Regions from separate parts of the Sus scrofa genome. Here region 2 is linked to region 1. Evidence: chromatin contacts called from public HiChIP or PLAC-seq data. All regions are on one chromosome and are shown on one strand. Each heading gives the region's core, a stretch centred on a gene start, on an enhancer-like site or on the middle of the called end of the contact. The rest is flanking DNA. Distances are from core to core; before and after follow the strand shown.

The links. HiChIP or PLAC-seq counts read pairs in DNA pulled down with a chosen protein or histone mark.
Region 2: an H3K27ac HiChIP or PLAC-seq map of skeletal muscle shows a contact between it and region 1. The contact joins two enhancer-like sites. A contact is called at or near these places in 3 of 47 Hi-C or Micro-C datasets (embryonic fibroblasts, heart right ventricle and skeletal muscle) and 2 of 2 datasets of contacts at active chromatin or transcription factors (alveolar macrophages and skeletal muscle).

The regions. Positions count from the first base shown.
Region 1 is chr9:126,633,958-126,637,597 of Sscrofa11.1, forward strand. No RefSeq gene overlaps it. Among named protein-coding and RNA genes, the nearest start is that of IVNS1ABP, 160 kb to the left of the region's middle. Within about 2 kb of position 1,539, at least 15 of the 83 cell types and tissues checked have an H3K27ac peak or open chromatin away from gene starts, as enhancers often do. A contact at or near this core is called in skeletal muscle, where this site is marked.
Region 2 is chr9:126,715,092-126,718,731 of Sscrofa11.1, forward strand. No RefSeq gene overlaps it. Among named protein-coding and RNA genes, the nearest start is that of HMCN1, 130 kb to the right of the region's middle. Within about 2 kb of position 1,795, at least 13 of the 83 cell types and tissues checked have an H3K27ac peak or open chromatin away from gene starts, as enhancers often do. A contact at or near this core is called in skeletal muscle, where this site is marked.

The DNA of each region.
Region 1 (3,640 bases), core at 289-2,788:
CATGGCTCAGTGGTTAATGAACCCAGCTAGCATCCATGAGGACGCGGGTTTGATCCCTGGCCTTGCTCAATGGGTTGGGGATCCGGCCTTGCTGTGGCTGTGGTGTAGGCCGGCAGCTACAGCTCTGGTTGGACCCCTAGCCTGGGAACCTCCATATGCCATGGGTGTGGCCCTAAAAAGACAAAAAAAAAAAAAAAAAAAAGAAAGAAAAAGAAAGAAACCAGCAAACGTAATGTCAGCACCCTTCTCAGTGCATCCTAACGTGTGATTCATGAGGCAGTATCCCATTAGCGGTCATATTTATTAAGAACACTTGGTTAGGATGGTATCTGCTGGGTTTTTCTTCTAAAAAGTTACTATTTTTCCCTTTGTTATTAATAAGTATCTTGGGGGAGATATTTTGAGACCTTGCAAATATCCTGTTTCCCTTCAAACTTCACCCACTAATATTAGCATCTATCTGTGGGTTCTGCCTATGGTAATTATTGCTGTGGTGTTCTAACAGTGACTTTCTATTTCCCTTGTTTCTTTTACTTTTATTAATTAGAATTTTTCTGTAAGGGAGAATTGTCTTTTCTCCTCAGTTTATTTATTTCTTTGTTTCGGTGTGGACTCATTTATTTTACTCTATGGGTTATAATCCAGTACTATTATTATTTGTTTTGTTGCTCAAAGAGTTCTGGCTCAGTACCATTGACTCATTTCTACACACCTCTGGCCTTATAAAGCAAAATTTATTTGGGTTTTTTCCTTCCTCTAGTTTTATTCTAAAAGTGTGTATGTTTCTATTGGGTATGTCGGATGAGATGGACATAGGGTTGGTAAAGTCTCATAGAAGCTAAAGTGTCCTGTTGGGTCTTGAGACCATCCAAGACTTCTTTAAGGTGGAAGAAGCCTTGGAGATAGGGAAAGTGAGTGCTTTGAGTCATATGGTTGTTGCTAATTTGTTTGCTGTGAGCAGGGTCCCAAGTGATGCTTTGATTGCAGCTATGGGCAACAGCATAACACATGTCATCTCAAAGATCCTGAAATTAATACCTGATAGAAGAGCTAGGAGTCCCAAGTTCTCACTTCCAACCCAGTACTATTTCTGTGTTCTTGAGTGAGCTTGCAGCTGACTATGGCACTTCTGAGGATATACCATCTGGTGGTCTCAGCTCTGTGGATTTTGAAACACAAGGAAAGATGGAAAGAGAGGTAGCTTCCTGGGGGTGTGTAAACTTTACTAAAGTGATCGTTTTCATTGGGGAGAGGAGTGATACTTCCAATTAAGGAGTGCTTTGTGCCTTGGATAAAATGGGTGTTTGTGTCAAGGGCCATGGTGTTGGATCACCTTCTCACCACTTGCTTAGCTCTCACTCAGCTGCCTTCTTGTTGTCACCTGATACAACTGGCTGAATAGCTTCTAATCCCTGTGTTCTTGTCCATGACTAACCAGCACGTCTCTTGCTGGATTAGTCTTCAGGGATCACAGGACAGCTTGGCTTCTTCCTCCCTCCAGCAATGTACTGCTAATGCCAGCTCTGGGGAACTTGGTGTAATGCAATACAGATACTTGGAATCGCTGACTCACTTCACAGTGATGTCTATGCCTGTGAATGAGAGGGAGCGGCATGGAAGCAAAACTGTCTTTAAGGATATTACTAGACGTTTTAGACGCTCCAGTCTTTGCTGCATTTGTGTTAAATGTTTTGCCAAGTCACAAATCCAAGTTAAGAAGAATTTTCTGATACCAAGGATTGAGATAAGTAAATGAGATATTCGCCATGAGATCATTTTGGTGAGAGTGGTTTAGATCAAATTAATAGCCCTTGAATCATTTCTTGCTATGCATGTGGATTCTTTTCTTCAGTATTTTCTGTTTCATTTTTTTTTTCTTTTTTTGTCTTTTTGCCATTTCTTGGGCTGCTTCCACGGCATATGGAGGTTTCCAGGCTAGGGGTCGAATCGGAGCTGTAGCCATTGGCCTATGCCAGAGCCACAGCAACGTGGAAATCCAAGCCGTGTCTGTGACCTACACCACAGCTCACGGCAATGCCGGATCCTTAACCCACTGAGCAAGGGCAGGGACCGAACCCGCAACCTCATGGTTCCTAGTCGGATTCGTTAACCACTGTGCCACGACGGGAACTCCTAACTATTCAGTTTTAGATGGATATGCTGCTCATTTGATCCAGTTTAGACCCTATTTCATAACTAAATGTGCAAGGCTGAAGGGAGCTCTGAGGCCCATGGTGGGCAGAGAACATGCAGTGCTGGAGAGGTGAGCGGCTCGACTCCCTTATTGCCAGCTGATTGTCTTTGATTCCTCTTTTTCTATAAAGAAGACTCCTACACATAAATCCCTATTGTCTAGAAAGCTTTATTCTTTCAAATGTATTTATTAATCTTGTTCCTATCTGCCAGGTGTTGTGCCAGTATAGCTGGGAATACACTCATGAACAAGGTGGCCTTGATCTCGTGGAACTTAAGATCTCCAGCAGCACAGCCCAATGGAAATATAATGTGTGCACATGTGACTTAACACTTTCTAGTAGCTACATTTCAAAAGGTAGAAATGGAGTTCCTATTGTGGCTCAGCAGGTTAAGGACCCAGTGAGTATGTGGTTTCAATTGCTGGCCTTGCTCCGTGGGTGAAAGATCTGGAGTTGCCACAAACTGTGGCATAGGTTGCAATAGCTGCTCCGACCCCATGTTGCTGTGGCTATGGCATAGGCCCCAGCTACAGATCTGATTTGACCCCTGGCCCAGGAACTTCCTTATGCCACAGATACAGCCCTAAAAAGAAAAAAAAAAAAAAGGTAAAAAGAAGCAAGCAGATGAAATAAATTTTATTTCTATATTTCACTTTACTCAATATATCTATCATCATGCCAACATATAACCAACATAAAAGTTATTAATGCGATAGTTTACATTTCTTAATTGTACTAAGTCTTCAAAATTTGCTACATATTTTATACTTACAGCACATCTCAGTTTGGACCAGCCACATGTTAAATGCTCAACATCCTCCCAGGGCTCGTGCCTACTGGACTGGGCAATGCAGCTTTACCAACACGTGATGCCTAATCACCCAGAAGAAATCTAGCTTTAGAAAAAAGATAAAGATGATTGTAAGATGTTGACTTTCTGGTGCAAAAAAATGCAGATGTGGGATGGGACAATGGGCGAAAGGAAGGACTGGAGGTTTATTTAGCCTTTAGAGTTGGTGGAGCTGGCAAGTTACATCTTTTGTCAAAGTCTAACGGCTGGACTTCTTTTCTGGGGCCACTTGAGGTTTATTTAGCCTTTAGAGCTGGTGGAGCTGGCAAGTTACATCTTTTGTCAAAGTCTAATGGCTGGACTTCTTTTCTGGGGCCACTTGAGGTTTATTTAGCCTTTAGAGCTGGTGGAGCTGGCAAGTTACATCTTTTGTCAAAGTCTAATGGCTGGACTTCTTTTCTGGGGCCACTTGTAGGTGGGCTGGAGACCACACCTGGGAAGGAGTGGGGTGAGTTAGTGAAACAGATCAAGAGGGCAAAGAGATAGGGAACATTAACTGTGCTCTAGAGAGGACCAAAAGTCATGGGGGGCTGGGGATTACACTCAGTGATGACATCCTGGGGTCAGTGGGAAACGGAAGGGAGGAGATGGAAGC
Region 2 (3,640 bases), core at 545-3,044, 81 kb after region 1:
CAGGCTGATAATGGTTTGGGATGGGAGAGAACGAAGCCATACGCTTCTCAGAGTATTGCGTAAAAACAGAAGTTATCTTGATCATATTAGTCTTCTCACCAGTTACTAAAAGCCCTCTTGATGTTTTGGCAGCTTTGAGTGAGGGTTCTTTCTGTCCTGTACCAAAGGAGACATACCTTTCTGTATATATTTGGATCAAAGCTCTAGTTCTCAAATCATGGCTAAGTGTTTCTCAAATCATGGCTAAGTGTTTCTCAAATCATGGCTAAGTGTTTCTCAAATCATGGATAAGTGTTTCAGGGGGTTCTGTGAACATTTGACTCAAATATTATCTCCATATTTACCTTAACCATTATATTATGAATCGTAAATAACATTAGCTGATGTAACAAAGTTCTAAAGTTTACTACTAGTTATTCCAAATCCAGTAAGAAGTTCCTGGTCTGCAGGTGGTGTCCTATGTGATTCTTGGGGGAGCCCAGGCTCCTTTAATCTTGGGGTCTTGTCCTCCTCTCTGGATCTTAGAAAACTTTTCCAGCCATCATACTGGGAGGCAAGTGTTGGAGGGTTGCCTGTGGCAAATTTGCCCATGTGGGGTTTGGGAGTGGTGTGGATCAGCTTTGCTCATGTTTCATTAGCTCAGTCTCAGACAAATGGCTGCAAAGAAGGCTGGCAAACATGGTTTGAGCTATGTACCCAGGAAGAAAAGCAATAATTTAAAAAAAAAAATCTTTTAACTCTTTGGAGACCACATCTTCTTAAAACATGGCCAATGTTAACTTGTTTTAGTAAAAACTTTGCAGTGAAACTTATTTTGTTCTGTTTAATGAAAGAACACCCCAACGCTGGAAAAAAAAAAGCTGTTACAAAAACATCTTCACCATCAGCAGCAATTTATCTGTGGGAATCAGTGTCATCACCCTCAAAAGTAGTTGCAAAGAAAATACAAAAAAAAAAAAATTAGGTTCTAAGACTGATGTATGGCTGCAAGTCATCTCTAAATTCTGATCTCATTTATCCAAAGAACTTCCTTGTTCTTGGTGACTAGCTTTATAGTGTTCCACAGAAATATGAACTTGTGAATTTATATCAATAAAATATTTCTCTCATCTATTCTAAATAGTTTGAGGTTATATATAAGATTTATCTTTTAAAAGGGTTCCTTTGCTTAGCAAATTAAAAGCAGTGATTTCTAGAGTCTCTTCCAGCTCTCCCATTGATGCTTTCTATTTTTATGTGCCATTGAGAGGAAGACTAATGCTTGATTGCATATAAATGGTTCAATGCAAAGTACTAAAGTTTTTTCCCTTAGTAGGAAAGTTAAGTTCCACTAGGGACACTTGCACAATGTGCTTCCCCAGCTTGTCTTATATCACCTGTTTCTAGAAAATCCCAGGGGCTTGAGATCTCCAGGGGTATTTACCAGCGAATCATATTTGAAATTTTCCAATTGAAAAATCCTTTTGCTAGTTCATAACCGCCCTCACCTCTCTGGCATTCTTTCTGTCCTTGGATTCCTTCTTGATTTGGCTTGAACCTCTGCTTTGGAACTTATTGGCTCTCCCACTGCCCCTTTAATGGAGTAGTACCCTGCCTTCCTCACTCAAAGGCTACCTTGGGTCTGAAATATACAGCCAGGCAACTTAGCCATAAATTAGATGTTGCTGAGGCCAAAGGTGCTGTGGCTTTTGTTTTCAGGGCTGCAGTTTGAGCGAAGGTCATAATTCCTGTTCTCATGACTGCTGGCAGCAGCAGCAGGGTTGCCAAGGGAGCAGCCACAGACCAGACTGTGATGGGAGAAAGGAACTCAGGTGACCTTGTGTGCCTGGCGTAGATGAAGCCATTTGGAGCTGGCAGAGGGCTTGCAGAGGGCCAGGCTTCTAGATCTACCATTGCCCTCTACTGGATTAGCCCAGGCATCTTAGATGCACAGTGGGGACTTCTGAAGAGCAGGGTGTTAGCCTTCCAGAACTGAGCTCTGAGGAAGTGGAGACCACACAACTTATTTCTAATTTGACCTGCATGCAATTAGCCAGTGACTCTGGTTTGCTTGATTTGACCTTTGCAAGAACTTGTCATGTCTGTAAGATCTGTTGGATATGGATTGTGCTTGATTTGTTACAGTTGCAACAGTGACCATTTGGGGTTTGAAAGCAAATGCATTTAGATCAGAGACAAGAGAAGCCAAAATGGTTTCAGGATCCTGAAAAAAGGTCATGACAACTCGGAAATGATGTTTTCATTCAGGGCTGACTGGATATGTCGAAAGAGACGCAGGAAAGTCCCTTAAAAAATTCCTTTAAAAATTACCATTGTTTATATTACCATTAGTCTTTAAAGTGCAGAGCAGGGTGGAGCTGGAACAGTGACACCCAGATGCCTATTTTCTTTAGCCACCAAGTGTGTCCTTTATGTCCCCTGCATCACTCCTTAGGCAAGCCTTTCCATTTCTCATCTTCCCTCCTGCTTATTTTAGTCTTTTTTTGACTCACCCTTATTTTATTTGTTATCCAACCCACTGCAAAGAATGACAAGCTCGAAATGCCACAGGAGGAGAAAAAAAAGTAAAGCTATGAAATATACATTTTACATACTCAGTGGAGAAAATATAGAAAATTCAGTTAAGGAATAAAAAGGAAAACTGAACCACCCAGTTTGTTTCTCTAGATCCATCCTTTTCCAAGTTGCCAGATACCTGGAGGCTGACCTGTATCCAAAGGCCCCCTTGCCTTCTGACTTCTCCTTGGGTTTTGCTGGTGTGGATCAAGTTAGGCTTTTTATTTCTTTTGCTTCCTCCCAGTGGGGTTGCTGCCAGCTGGCTACCCCTTGATTGAAGGGCACTGCTCCTATCAAGCAGCCCTCTCAGTAGAGTTTTTCTCTGCAGGTTCAGGAAACCACTCCCTCCACCCTTCCCAGCGTCTGCTAGTGTTGGCTGGTAATGGGGCCTACCCTGGGAACCTGTACCATTCTGCACCCATATCTTGCAAATGGTTCTTCATACACTGTCCTTAAATTACTTAGCATTTCATCCCTTTTCTGCTGAAACCCTGGGGAGTACAAGTGTAATTATTACCCAGAGATAAGTGCTGATAAGCATGTTGGTATTTTTCCTTAGCTGCCTTTATTTATGATCCTATGTATGGGCCACAGGCTTAGCATAAATCCTGTGTTTGCCTCTTTATATCTTTTCTTCCCCCTATAATTACTTTTGAGGGTGATCTGTTAAAAATCTTGCATACCCCAAATCATGATTTTTATTGGCTATCTTTTGTTCCACTGCATGAGAATAATTTGAATTTATTTTAGATTCAAGAGCAGTTTTATGTCCATTTTATTTTCATCCCCTCAAACTTAGTAATTCCTTCTTTCTTTTTCTTTTCTTTTCTCTCTCTCTCTCTCTCTCTCTCTCTCTTTTTTTTGGACCATGCCCATGGCATATGGAAATTCCCAGTCCAGGGACCAAACCTGTGCACAGCAGTGACTCAAGCCACTGCCATGATAACACTGAATCCTTAACCCACTGTGCCACAAGAGAACCCTAGATAACTCCTTATTTATTTTGTGTGTTCATTTCAGTTTCACTTTGCAAAATGGAAGATCTGGCTGGGTCAGTGTATCCACACCCATTCAGGGTTACCCT